3 separate regions of the Sus scrofa genome follow, and all the other regions are linked to region 3. The links are chromatin contacts, called in public Hi-C maps. All regions are on one chromosome and are shown on one strand. The core of a region is the stretch at or near the end of the contact, and the rest is flanking DNA. Distances in the headings are between cores, read along the strand shown. Region 1 overlaps FOXP1 (forkhead box protein P1). Region 2 overlaps FOXP1 (forkhead box protein P1). Region 3 holds the start of FOXP1 (forkhead box protein P1).

The links. A called contact is a pair of places that touch in the nucleus more often than the background predicts.
Region 1: a Hi-C map of liver shows a contact between it and region 3, with 5 times the contacts expected there. The contact joins the enhancer-like site here to the promoter of FOXP1 in region 3. A contact is called at or near these places in 6 of 47 Hi-C or Micro-C datasets (alveolar macrophages, embryonic fibroblasts, fibroblasts and 1 more).
Region 2: a contact with region 3 is called in a Hi-C map of liver, with 3 times the contacts expected there. The contact joins the enhancer-like site here to the promoter of FOXP1 in region 3. A contact is called at or near these places in 1 of 5 promoter capture datasets (liver), 9 of 47 Hi-C or Micro-C datasets (embryonic fibroblasts, fibroblasts, liver and 1 more) and 1 of 2 datasets of contacts at active chromatin or transcription factors (skeletal muscle).

What each region holds. Positions count from the first base shown.
Region 1 is chr13:52,905,258-52,909,923 of Sscrofa11.1, forward strand. The region is part of intron 2 of FOXP1 (forkhead box protein P1); the gene reads right to left. Among named protein-coding and RNA genes, the nearest start is that of FOXP1, 67 kb to the right of the region's middle. Within about 2 kb of position 1,679, at least 5 of the 83 cell types and tissues checked have an H3K27ac peak or open chromatin away from gene starts, as enhancers often do. A contact at or near this core is called in liver, where this site is marked.
Region 2 is chr13:52,880,193-52,884,295 of Sscrofa11.1, forward strand. The region is part of intron 2 of FOXP1 (forkhead box protein P1); the gene reads right to left. Among named protein-coding and RNA genes, the nearest start is that of FOXP1, 92 kb to the right of the region's middle. Within about 2 kb of position 2,634, at least 3 of the 83 cell types and tissues checked have an H3K27ac peak or open chromatin away from gene starts, as enhancers often do. A contact at or near this core is called in liver and skeletal muscle, where this site is marked.
Region 3 is chr13:52,972,751-52,976,939 of Sscrofa11.1, forward strand. It overlaps FOXP1 (forkhead box protein P1), which reads right to left and starts at 1,607. Exons shown (of 21, transcript XM_021070841.1): 1 at 1,344-1,607.

The DNA of each region.
Region 1 (4,666 bases), core at 429-2,928, 67 kb before region 3:
CCCTTTAAATGTTCTCATTCCAAATAGGAGGGAAAGCCCATCTTATGTAACTCCACAGGAATCCTTGCAGGATTATATCAGATGCAAACCTCTTGGCGGCTCATTAGAAATCGTCCCCGTCTGTCACTAAGGTTAGATTTGAGGACTTCTTTACAAGGATATAAGGGGGCCTCCTCCACCCTGTTTCCCAGAACAGCAACAGAATGTTATTCCATGTGGCCTAAAAATGTCAGTGTGAGACTGCCCTTGAGAAAATGGCTTCAAATCTAAAATGTTCTTGCAAAGGGATGAGTGAGTCAGGCATCCCCAAAACGCTGAGAACAGTGTGTATCAGAAACCTGTCCGTCTTGTGTCTCCACTTAGCCTCTAGGAACCAAAACAGGTTGGCACTGACAAGTCAATTGAAATTTCTCTGACATTTATTATTTTTTTCTCTAAAGCAACCCAGGTAAAGTCGCAAGGCATAATCGACAATGACAGTTGCCATCTGAGAGCAAAGCGATGACCTGACTCCGCCACCCACACCAAGCAGAACGCATGCAAATGAGAAGAGAAAAAAAACCCACATGGGCTGAGGGGGGATGAGGACCATTTCCCACTCCGGCTCCACCCCCCAGCTTGCACCAATGCCCCCACTGCCATCACTCAGCATTCACACTTGCATCCACTGCGGACCAACACCTTGGATATCAAGAGGAAGGAGCCACAGTTCTGGGAGATGACAGAGAAGCACAAGGACAATTCAAACACGGGGAAAGAAATGCTCGATCAGGATGCGAGGGGGGTGGAGGTGGGCAGCAACACAGAAAGGCTCCTCATTTAACCTGAAGAAAACAGAGAGGATCAGTGAAGCTGACATCCCTGAAACTGTAAAGTGAAAGGAAAAGAAGAAAGTGGTTGGTGGGCCAGGGACCCTGTTCGAGGCCCCAAATTATGAATCATTGATGTGAGAGCCTAAGGTGATCCAAAAATGCATCTGTGGTGGTTTTTGTTTGTTTTAGATTTCAGTTTGGGAAGGAGAAATCTGGCCACTTCATTCAACTAGCATTTCTTCAGCAATGAAGAGGTGAGGCTGAAGACCTCAAGGGAGCCATTGCACCTGTCTGTTTGCCCCTATGGACCGCCGGGTTTGCAGCCCTCTTTATCGGCAGAGGCAATAACACTCATAAAGGCCCAGAGGCTATTTTAACGCGTCACCAACAGCCTCTAAAAGCTCAGCCTTGTTTAGAATGGACAAGCAATGAGGTCCTACTGTACAACGCAGGGAACTACATCCAATCTAATGGGATAGAACATGATGGAAGACAGTATGAGAAAAAGAATGTACATTTATGCATGACTGGGTCACACTGCTGAACAGCAGAAATTGATACCACATTGTGAGTTAACTATACTTTACTTAAAATTAATAATACTACTACTAAAAGCTTGGCCTTGGCTCCGAGACTCCAAACTTGTTATAAAGCCCTCTCACGTGGTACATTTTCAAGTCTCTCTGGTTGAAAGCCACAGAACATTTGAGCAGCGAGAAATTATGCCAGAGCTACTATTACAAAGGGCAGATAACAAAACCCAAATAAAAAAACAGCCACCCACAAACATCCCAAACACCACGCACCAGCAATTGCAAAGCAAACCCTTGGGCCTGGCAAGAATTCCGAGAGAGACACTGGCACCAGAAATGCTGAGCTCCCAGCGGGCGGCAGTCCAATGACAGGGGCAAAGGTGCCCAGGCTCGTCTGTCCGTGCTGGCACAGTCAATGTAGAGAAACTTCTTTTTTCCTAAGATTCATATTTCTCAGGGTAAACTCCACTCTGTTCAAAGGGAGACAGACAGACCCGAAAGACAGGAAATACCACCAGACTGCTTTTCCTGTGATGGTGTTTTCCAAAAGAGGCAAGGAGATTGGGGTACTTAGTAAGTCAGGGACAGAGAGACAGAAAGAAAACAGGCTCTTGATTCTGAAAGGCTTGACTTTTTATCCTGAATTGGCTATGCAACCCTGAGCAAGGGAACTGCCTTTCCTGATCCTCAGCAACTTCCTCCTCAAGATGAAACTGGCCCTGCCCACTGTCCAGATGGGTTGGGAAGGTTAAATACAATTTCTATCAAGCGTCTCAGAGAGCAGGTAGTTCTAGCAAGCTTGAAGACTGCTACCATAACCCAGATCTTTCTGGGCCCACGCCACCCTGTCAATCATCCCACGAACTGGGAGAAATTCATGAAAACACCATGCACTGACTCACATGGGAAGAAAGAAATACAACCCATGACTCGGGTCCATCTACTGCACACATCCTCGCCTGATGTTTGCATGAACGGAGGTTGTAGTGGCAAGCAGGACTGGGCCTTCAGTAAAATCGAGAGACACTGGCATGGCTTTCCTGTCTAATTCTCATGGGTTTTGCATGCTGTTCTATAATACTCTGAGGAATGACAGTATTTGCACACTCAGTTTTCCCAAATTCAACTACATGAGCTAAGCAGGAGAAGGTAGGCCAAGAAGGTGACCTTATGAAGAGATAACAGCCACTGCAAAAATAATTAGCCAAGACGAAGTCATACTGGAGTAGAGTGGGCCCCTAATCCAATAGGACTGGCATCCTAATAAAGAGGGGAAATATGGACAGAGACACACATGCAGAGAGAACACCATGTGAAGATGAAGGAGAACATCAGGGTGATGCTTGTACAAGCCAAGGAACATGGATGATCGCCAGCCAAGCACCAGAAGCTATGTGAGGTGGCATCAAACAGAAGCTCCCCCACTGTCCTTGGAAAGAGCCAACCCAGTCAACACCAAGCCAGCCTTCTGGCTTCGAGGACTGTGAGACAATACATTTCTGCTGTTTGAGCTGAGAGGAAAGGAGAGAGGGAGGAGTGAGGCAGCTGGGGCAGTGGGGGGGGCAGAGGTGAGCCTTGAAACAGTGAGCTCAGGATGGCCTCATGCCACACCAAGAGCTACAATTATGCTGCCCTCAATGGGATGATTCCACTTCTAGCCACACCCCTTTTCCCCCACCACTGCCAAGCAAAGAAGGGATGTAACAAAAACAACAAGCATCCTTCATCCTCTGCCCTGGATTAAGACCAGAGCCATGAAATGCTCAAAGGCATTTGAACAATGAAAGGCACAAAGAACATCCACCACAGGTATTTCTACTAACAGGTCCCTTGGCTGGAGTGGGGTAGTAGATAGCAACACTCCTGGACATATACTCGAACAAAATTAAAATTCAAAAAGACACACACACCCATATGTTCACAGCAGAACTACTCACAATAGTCAAGACATGGAAACAACCTAAAGATGCATTGACAGATAAATGGATTAAGAACATGTGGTACATATACACAAGGGAATACTACTCAGCCATAAAAAAGAACGAAACAATGCCATTTGCAGCAACGTGGATGCAACTAGCGATTCTCACACTAAGTGAAGTAAGTGAGAAAGAGAAAGACAAAGACCATCTGATATCACTTATATGTGGAATCTAAAATGCAGCACAAATGAACCTACCTACAGAACAGAAACAGACTCACAGACATGAAGAACAGGCTTGTGGTTTCCAAGGGGGATGGGAAGGGAGTGGAATGGATGGGGAGTTTGGGATTGGCAGATGCAAACTATTATGTTTAGAATAGATAAGCAATAAGGTCCTACTGCATAGCACAGGGAACTGTAACCAATCTCTTGGAACAGACCATGATGGAAGATAATATATAAGAAAATATATACAAAATATATATATGTATGGCCGGGTCACCTTGCTGTATAGCAGAAATAGGCACCACACTGTAAATCAACTATATTTTAATAAAAATTTAAAAATCAGAGCCAGCTGACAGTGAAGGGGGACAGAGAAATCCACCACAGGTATTTCTACTAACATATCACTCAGTTGGATTGGGGTGGCAAATAGAGACAGGACAGACCAAGAAATGCTGATGTTTGGGCGCTGCAGATTGAGTAGGTGTGAGCGAGGAATTCATAAGACTATTCCAAACTGGATTCTACTTCCTGCCAAAAACAAGTTTAATTTAAAAATATAATTAATTATTTTTTTGCAGGAAGAAAAAAAAGGACGAGAGGAATTACAGTGGACAAGTGTTCTAGATCTTGATTCTCATTCGTTTCTGCACTTGGATCCAATGGACACCTTTTCATATTCTTAAAATAAATGTTCTCTTTCCTTAAATTAGCTGGTTTTGGGTCTGATGTTTGCAAGCCAAATTTTTTTTTTTAACCAAAGTATTAAGATTGTGTATCTCTGGGTAGCAACATCAAGGCCAATTTTATTTTCTCCATTTAGCTAATTTACATTTTCCAAATTGCCTACCATGACTACTTTTTCTTTCTTAATACAGTTATTTTTTTCTTGTGTCAATGCCAGAAGTTCTCAAATGTTCTCACTTTATAGCTCTCCCAGTGTTTTAGCAATTTTTTCATGGCATTCGTCCTCTTTCCACCTCCCCCCCACAAGCCAAAGAGATGCCTAACAATTCTATTTATTAAACAGCTAGGTTCAAGCAACTGTCAATAGACCTAACAACTCAGTACCTATTTAAGGAAAAAAAAATAAATTGAAAGGAAAAATACTTTTATTTCATTCTTAAACAACACAATACTTACTAATAGGACATACATGCCACGGCATCCTG
Region 2 (4,103 bases), core at 1,384-3,883, 92 kb before region 3:
CCAGAGGCTCTGAGCTTTCTCAGCTAACGAGGGAGCTGATGTGTTCCATGAGCCCGTCACTGACACATGGGGACATAAACCCAGGGCTATGAGAGCTTTCAAATCTACAAACAAAAAGAGAAATCCAGATCACTGTTTTGTGAAATTTCGTAATTTTTCAAAGAGTGCAGCTAACCTTTTAATAGTACACATTAAAAAAGAAAAAGAAGGAAAGCAAGAAAAAGAACCCTGGCAAACCCTGAACCAAACAATTGCTGGGGTCACACCAACCAGCTGGGGGCTCAGGTCTGTGATTCTACATGGATTCAGAAGCACAGAGAAGCCACACAAGTGAACACAAAAAACCACAGTGGGTATCTGGGCAGATAAAAGGCTTTCAAGAGGAATTATCCTGGGCAAGTTTTAGAAAGAACTGGAAGCTAGGGTGGAAAAGGGATGCCACAAAATCAGAGTATCATGGTCAAAGGTTTACAGGTGGGTTCAACAGGCAAGTAACGCCAGAGAAGAGCAGTAAGATGGGAGAGACCACAAAGGAGCTGCAACAGTTCACAACTGGAGCAGCAGCTGGTGTCTGGAGGGGATGCGAGTTGGGCAAACAACGCTTAGAAGCATCATTAGTGCTGTCCTGCTTGACTTCATTAGAGTCACCGAGCATATCCAAAAGTAAAGGAAAAACTACCACTGAGGCTGGGGGAATTGTTTTGGTTTTGTGAGTGGTTAAACATCAAATTGATCCAAGACCAAATTCCATTTCCACCAAGCTCTACAACTCTAACCAAAATGCTGTATGAATGGTAGATATTCCAGTTTTATATGTATACACTGTATACATGCATAAATAATACACATATACTATGGTTTTTACATACATTTATATATACTATAGAATGCATACTATATATATAATACATATATACACACAAATGCTATAATACATATGTATACACTCATATACTGTAAATATAAGCTATAGAACTATCACAAACTATATATACTATATTTTTAATGTGTATTTATAGTGTATACACTATAAAATACATACTATATAAATAGATTATATACACACACCATAACACATATATACACTGTAAAACACAAGCTATATAACTCTAACCAAAATACTACATAAACTATATACTATACTATTGTTTTACACATATTTATAGTACATATACTATATCTGCAACATATGTATATAATACACATCTATATGTACATACATAATACCATAAAATCAAGCTCTAGAACTCTAACCAAAACTCTGACCTCTAAAATTGAAAAACATAGCAACTGAAATTTAAAAGAAAAAAAAACAAAAACAGAAGACAGTATCCAAATAAATATCCAGAACACAACCCAGAGGCAAAAACTGTCTACCTAGATTGGTATGCCCAGAAAAATTACCTTTCAAAAATGACAGTGAAATAAAGACCTTTTCAGACAAACAGAAATTTATCACCTTTCGGAAGTTACCTTGTGGTGCAGCAAGTTAAGATCTGGCATTGCTGCAACAGTGGTATAGGCTGCAGCTGCAGCTGGGTTCAATCCCTGGCCCTGGGGGAACTTCCATAGGCCAGGCCATGGGCAGAGCCAAAAAAAAATTTTATCACTCTTCTCCAAGGATATTCAGAAAAGATGCATTTGGGGCCCAAAGAAAAAGATTTCATGAAGAAGGTCCCCTGATTTAAGAAGAAAGGGGGGCCAAAGTAATGGAGAACTTGTGAGTAAATGAAAAGTAAATGCCTTAAAATGACATGCAGGTCTCAAAAAAAAGTTGGATAACACTGTCACTTGCTCCCCACCCAGGCCCACTTGTTCACACTGGCTCTCTGTCACCAAGGCTGACTGCAAACCTGCTCTGCAATGAAGGTACCGGGTTGAAATGCAGATTCCTGCCCCCAGAGTCCAGAGATTCTCAGTCTGGTCCCCGGAATCTGCATTTCTACCAGATACCCCAAGGATCGCTGATGAAGATGCATCCTTGCCTCTGAAGAGGCTGCACCACTTCAGGCCAGGAATCCAGGGAGCCCCAGGGGCTCAGCCTGGGAGGTCATGGCTGAAGGTCCAGCTGGCCTTTGTTCTCTTCCACTTCACTAGAGCCCCAGAGAGCACCTGGGCCCAGGGGGTCAGCAGCAACTCTGCCTTAACCCTGCCAGTAAGGAGCTGCAATAAATTAAAAGCCCATTAAGATATTTTAGAGAAAAGCCTAGAAGTGCTGAACCATTAATTGTGCCATATTCAATCTGCTTTTCTGGAGATTTGAAAAGCCAGATTACCATCTTGGGGGTCATTAGAAAGAATGAAGCTTTCTCCGTTTTCAATTTACATATTTAAAAATGCATAGATCCTTCCAGTGGCTACTACACAGGGCTTTCCAAGACCAGAGGCCACTTTGTGGTCTAACCATGGAGACAGAAGCCCGGGGGGTCATGGGACCAATAAGAAACCAAAGCTCAGGGACCATGGTTGCAAAACAACTCCAGGAAAACAGGTAGAGGCAGCCACAAAACAACAGTGATGTTTTTTTGTTTTGTTCTCCCCTGTTTATTTTTCCCTGAAGCAATCCTTGCTCGGTACAAAAGTCTGCAGGGAGCTGGAAAGAGCAGCTGTGGTTCCCTGAGGCCAAGACCTAGCAATCAAGTTGTTTACCAAACACTGCCAGGCACCGGGAAAACAACAACAGCACAGGCAGTATTTGCATCTGTTTTTCAAAAACAACCTCCAAAGTCTGAGGCCTGTCGGGTACTTCCCTGCATGGTTGAGAGGAGCACTTGGAAATTAAAGGCATGAACTGCCTTGGGGATAAGCCCCCATGGCCTACATGTAATCCATTATTCCATTTCTTTTGAAGAGTGCCTAGTCTAAAAATAAAAAGGATTGGCAGTCTGCAGAGCTGCCAAGCAGCGGACTGATACAGACAACATGCTCATCACTGGCAGTTCCAAGCAAGACAACAGTGGCCATCTTTGCAAAGTGACATACTTTGCTGACCATCCAATGCCTCAAGACAGCCAGCAGTGGTTCTCAATTTTGACCAAGCACCAGATTCTCCTCTGGGAGGGCTAATAAAATACAGATTCCTGGGCCCCTCTCTCCCTCTGAATGTCTAATTCGGTAGGTTCAGGGTGGGGCCAGAAAATCTTCAGCAAGTCCTCACGTGATGCTGGTGCTACTGGCCCAGGCACCACGTTTTGGAAAGCACTGCTCCCTAGCCACCCTAAAGATCTGGGAAGTCCGTTCCCACCCACACCTGTCCCAGGGATCATCTGAGCGAGTATGGCAGGGTCATACCCAAAGGAGTTCACAGAACAAAATGCACTGCACGGTTTTCCACGTGCTCCTCCAGATGCTCCATCTGCCGTATTGCCTCAACCTCCCACCTTGCCGTGTCCTGGGAGGGAGCCCTGTGGGGATGCATCAATGGGTACCCTTGTCCTCTAACTTCCAGCTGGCACAGCAACTGGAGGTCTCATCTCAGAAGGACAGAGAAGATGGGGCATTTAGCAACCAGGCTCTCTCCCCACCCAGGCACTGGAAGTTGACTCCGAAAGATCACAGCTCCTGCCAGGCAGCCCTTCCCATGCAGCTGTTCTCCCCCAGCTTTCCCGATGAGCCCTCCCCATGTTCTCTCAGACCCACAAGAGGTACAAGCCACCTATTTCCTGCAAGGACTCTGACACAAAACTCAAACTGAATGTCTTCTCCTCTGGCTCTCCCTAGGTTTTAGAATGCTATACCTGGAATCCTATGTACCCACATAATGTAAGTATACGTGTTCATACACACTCATATACACATGTATGTATATAAGAATATATATACAATACATATATCATTATAAATTTTTTAATGTAGCTCAATCAGATAGGCCAGGAGACCTGGGAGCCCATGGCCAAGGCCATCTCATGGGGTTTGCAACCCATGTTCCTTCAGGTCCCTGTGCCCCAGGAAGAGTAGGCCCCCTCTGCCTAATCGGTTACACAACCTGATAGGAAGGGGAGCATGTGTGAGCGCTTCAATCCTTCTCTAATTTACCAACTTAGTTTCCTTTGTTGCAAAGAGCACCAAAATAGAAAGGGAACAGAAGTGGGTGGAGCGGGCTC
Region 3 (4,189 bases), core at 357-2,856:
GCGCGGCCGTGTCTAGGGAGGAGGGGGGCGGGAGGCGGGGGCGAAGTGGAGGCGGAAGCAGCGAATGACCGCGACCCGGCGGCAACTGGCAAACTCCTCGGCTCCCGGAGCCGCCACCGCGGTCCCCACCCGAAGCGCACGCACGCCCGGCTTGCCGGCTCAGCTGAGTCCTCTCTTCGGGGCAGGAATGTAGCGAGGGGAGCTTGGGAGAAAGGCGGCGCGCAGCCGAAGGACGGAGAGCCATGAGCCATCAGCCTCCAGGACAGGGCCGAAGGGACACAGCGACTCGCGCGCGTCTCAGGATAAATTGAGGCTTGAGAAATCCCCCCGTTCCCCAGGCTTGAGAGGGGAGTAGACCCAGAAAGTGCGTGCGGCGGAGTGCATCCAGGCTCGGCGACTCCCCTCAGCGCACCCTACTCCCAGCTCCCACCCGCGAAGTTGGCCACCGTGGTCTCCGACCCCTCGCGGGGAGGCTGGGTTGGCCCGGCCAAGCGCGCGTGGGGGTACGTGTCTAACTGGGGGTGCGCGGGTTTGTGTCTGAGTTTTCCCAGCTCCCAGCGGGCGTCGGAGGAGTGCCCCCGCCGCCAAGTTCGGGGCACCGCGTGCGTGGTACCACGGATGTCCCCAGCCGCGGGGCCTAGGGCGCAGATGTCCCTAGTCATTCTGCGGCGAAGCCCCGGGGGCACCAAGGGGGGCAAACACTAGCGAAGAGCGAAGGGAAAAAGTTTGCTCCAAGTCCAAACTTTGGGCTCCAAAGGCGCTCGGCGCGCCTCCCCTCCCGCAACTGACCCGACCCCGGGCCCAGCGCTCGCCATGCTCCTCGGAAGGCACCCCGACGCTAGACACCGAAAGTTGCGCCGGGCGGCCTGGGCTTATCGATTTCTCTCCCCGCGGCGACTGTGGAAAGCGCAGAACGAGGCGTGAAGGGGCCGAAGGGAAAGCGAGATCGCCTCCTCCCTGCCGCTGCCGCCGCCACCGTCCCCCCTCCCCCGCAACCCCTTTTGACTTATGGAAATGCACCCAAGAGTACGGGCGCCACCGGAGTCCTCTCCACGCCCGCGCCGGCGCGCAGCCCCCACCCACCCCTGAGCTCCGGCCCAACGCGGGGGAGAGAGAGGCTGCCTCTGGGGAGGGCTAGGGGAGATGCACGTGGAGCCTGGAGATGAAAAGTATTTTTTTCCTTTTTTCTTTTTCTTTTTTTTTCTTTTCTTTTTTCTTTTTCTTTCTTTTTTTCTTTTTTTTTTTTTTTTGTGCTGGTTTTTGTTGTTGTTTAAAGTAGTCGGAAACAAGGCGGGAGGCGGCTTGGGAAAAAGTGGAGCAGAAATGGAAAAATACAAACTCACCCGCTGCAAATGGTCTCTCGGTGCAAACTAAGGTGTTTTCGGGCCTTTCCCCGCGCGCGCCCACTCCCGCCCGCGCGCGCACCCCGCACACACACTCGCGCACACGCACACACACACACATACACACGCGCGCACACACGCACTCCCGGGCGAGGGCCGGGCCGCCGCGAGTACAGCATTCAGCCGCCACACAATAAATAACAATAGATTCCTCCGCTCCGGACTAGCTTCCCGGAGCCCAGCCAGCGGCGGCGGCGGCGGCAGAGGCGCGGGCAGCGTCGGGCCGGGGGCGCTCCCTAACCCACCCCGGGCCTCCGGCCCAGGCCCCCTCTCCGTCTCAGGCACCCCCAAACCGCCCCAGGGCGCTGCCTAACATTCCCCACTTCTCGGATCCACTGGGGCGCTAGCCCCCACCCACCTCCCCTGGCCTCCCGGAACAAATAAATAAATAAGGCGCGCGAGAGGCCAACACGTCGCGGAGGGAGATGTTGTTATTTTTTGCTGTTGTGCGTCCCTGACGTCACATCCACCTGCTGGGTAAACAACAAGGCTAGCAAAAAAAAAAAAAAAAAAAATCGCAGTTGCCAAAGCAAGGGGGGAGGGTGTGCGGGGGCTGGGGGCTAGGTGCAGGGGAGCCGGGAGGTGGGAGTGCGGGGTGTCCAGACTGGATGGGGAAAAGAAGGAGGCAGAGCCCCGCAGACCAGAGAGGGGAAGGCCACGCCAGAGCAGTCCTTGGCAAAAGAGGGATCTGGCAAGACAGACCTGGAAAATAAGGGGCATGGGGGAGGGGGGATTCCTCAGAAGATGGGGAAAGGGGGGCCCATTCAGGCATGAGAAAAAGCCGAGAGAGAGAGTGTTAACAACTAGGGCCGAAGATGGGAATGCTAAGGCTATTTGCTTGGTTTCTGAGCTAAAAATACAGAAGGAAGAAGAGAGGATAGGCAGGGATAAGAGGTTCCTCCAGTTAAAAGTGAAAGTGTTTTGCCATCAGTGACAGTTGAAGGAGGGGGAGGCGGAGTGGTGTTTCAACCCCCTTTCTCCTTCTCTCCCGTCCTCCCTCGGTCTCTCCTCTTTCTTTCTGCACTTTGTCCAATGAAAGAAGGCGAGTTCGGGAGGTGAAAGTTCAACAGAAGGACAAACCCCTGTTTGCAAGGAAACAGAAACCCGCCAGCGAGGGTCCACCTCCCCCCCACCACCAGGAGAGTGTAACGCGGGACGTTTTTCCCCCCTTCCTTGTCAGAGTCACTGCCGGAATGTGTAGTTAGATCCACTTTAGGCGAAAGTGGCTGCGAAGGGAGCTGTGCTCTCGGCCAAGGTTTCTCTTAGGAAAACGCCCAGGGGGCTAGCAAGTCAATCAGTTGTTTAACACAAATTACCTGCTCTCCCAGAGATCACTCAAATGGAAAAAGCTTTGTCCAATTTGAAAAAGCGAGATTTTTTTTTTCTTTTTGCCGCTTTAAAGTTTGGTGAAATTTAGAAATTTGAAGGAGTAAATGAGGAGCCTGAATGAAATGTTGTGAAATATGCATAAACATGTATAAAACAAAAGACGCAATTATTTTTTTCACTTTTATCAGCCCAGGGAAGACTTTTTGTTCCCCAAGTGTGACTTAAAAAAAAATATGGCTCTACGGCTTCTTTTTGCTGTTAACAAAAGTAATTTTTTTCAGACCCCCCCCACCCCCACCCCAGATGCCACCAGCCTTCAAAGGAGCATTTCTAGCTATTGGCAGGGCAACTCTTTTTGAGAATGTATATCCAAAGTCACTCCTGCATATTCCTACAAAGTACTTGGGGGGCACGGGGGACACAAGTACTGTCCCTTTGGTCTTGAGTCCAATACAGTTGTATATAATAAATATTCTGAAAAGGTTACTATAAATTCTTTTGGATATAATGTTACAAATATTTTTAAGCATTCATTTACAGAATACTAAATCTCAATTTCAATCAAATCATAAGACTACCACTTTAAAATGGTATCTGTCTTGTGAGTTTAAAAAAAAAAAAAAAAAAAGCCATCCACTGGTGATACAGAATAAAGCCAGAGATAGGGTGATTGTGCTAAGGTAATTCCAACATAGCAGAATTCATGCTGTGTAAGATTCCAGGCTAGCCAGGCAAGGATATCCATCGGATCTTTGAGACAAGAATCCAGATAAAGAAAATGTGTTTTAGTTCATATAGAACTTCCTAGCTTCTGAGAAGCTAGGGTTTATGTTGTCTTTGATTCAAGATATTAATTAAGACATGACATACCTTCCATGTTCTAGACCATATAGTAGGCACTGAGGGATGCAAAAATAAATAAAAATCCCTGCCCTTGAAGAATTCATTGTCTATAGCTGTCAGTAATAATATCTAATATTTATTGAATGCTTACCATGACCTAGACAATGATGTAAAAGCTTTATGTCAACTCAGTTAATCCCCCAAAACCCTTTGACAGTCACTGGAAATTCCATATGCTGAATTCACATGGAATTAAATGGAAATCTACAAAGTAGCCAGTCTCTGGGGGAGGGGGGTGGTTTTTCAATTCTACAATGTTTATGCCATATATAACATGCTTATGGTATACATCATGTTGCAGAATTATAACTCAGGGGAATAGCAGTTTATTTCAATGTGATGAAGGTATTCATCCTCTGTAAGGAACAATTCATGCTCTGATTTTGTTTTTCAGATTGAACAGTGAGTTTTTAAAAGAAAAAATTATTAGTATTACCCTACTAAAAGATCTTTAGATGGCCACAGATCTTATTCTGCATTTTACCTACCTTTAATTCTACTTTCACTTAGAAATGGAGGCCAAAATCAGATTGGCAACAAGTTTTGCAGACAAA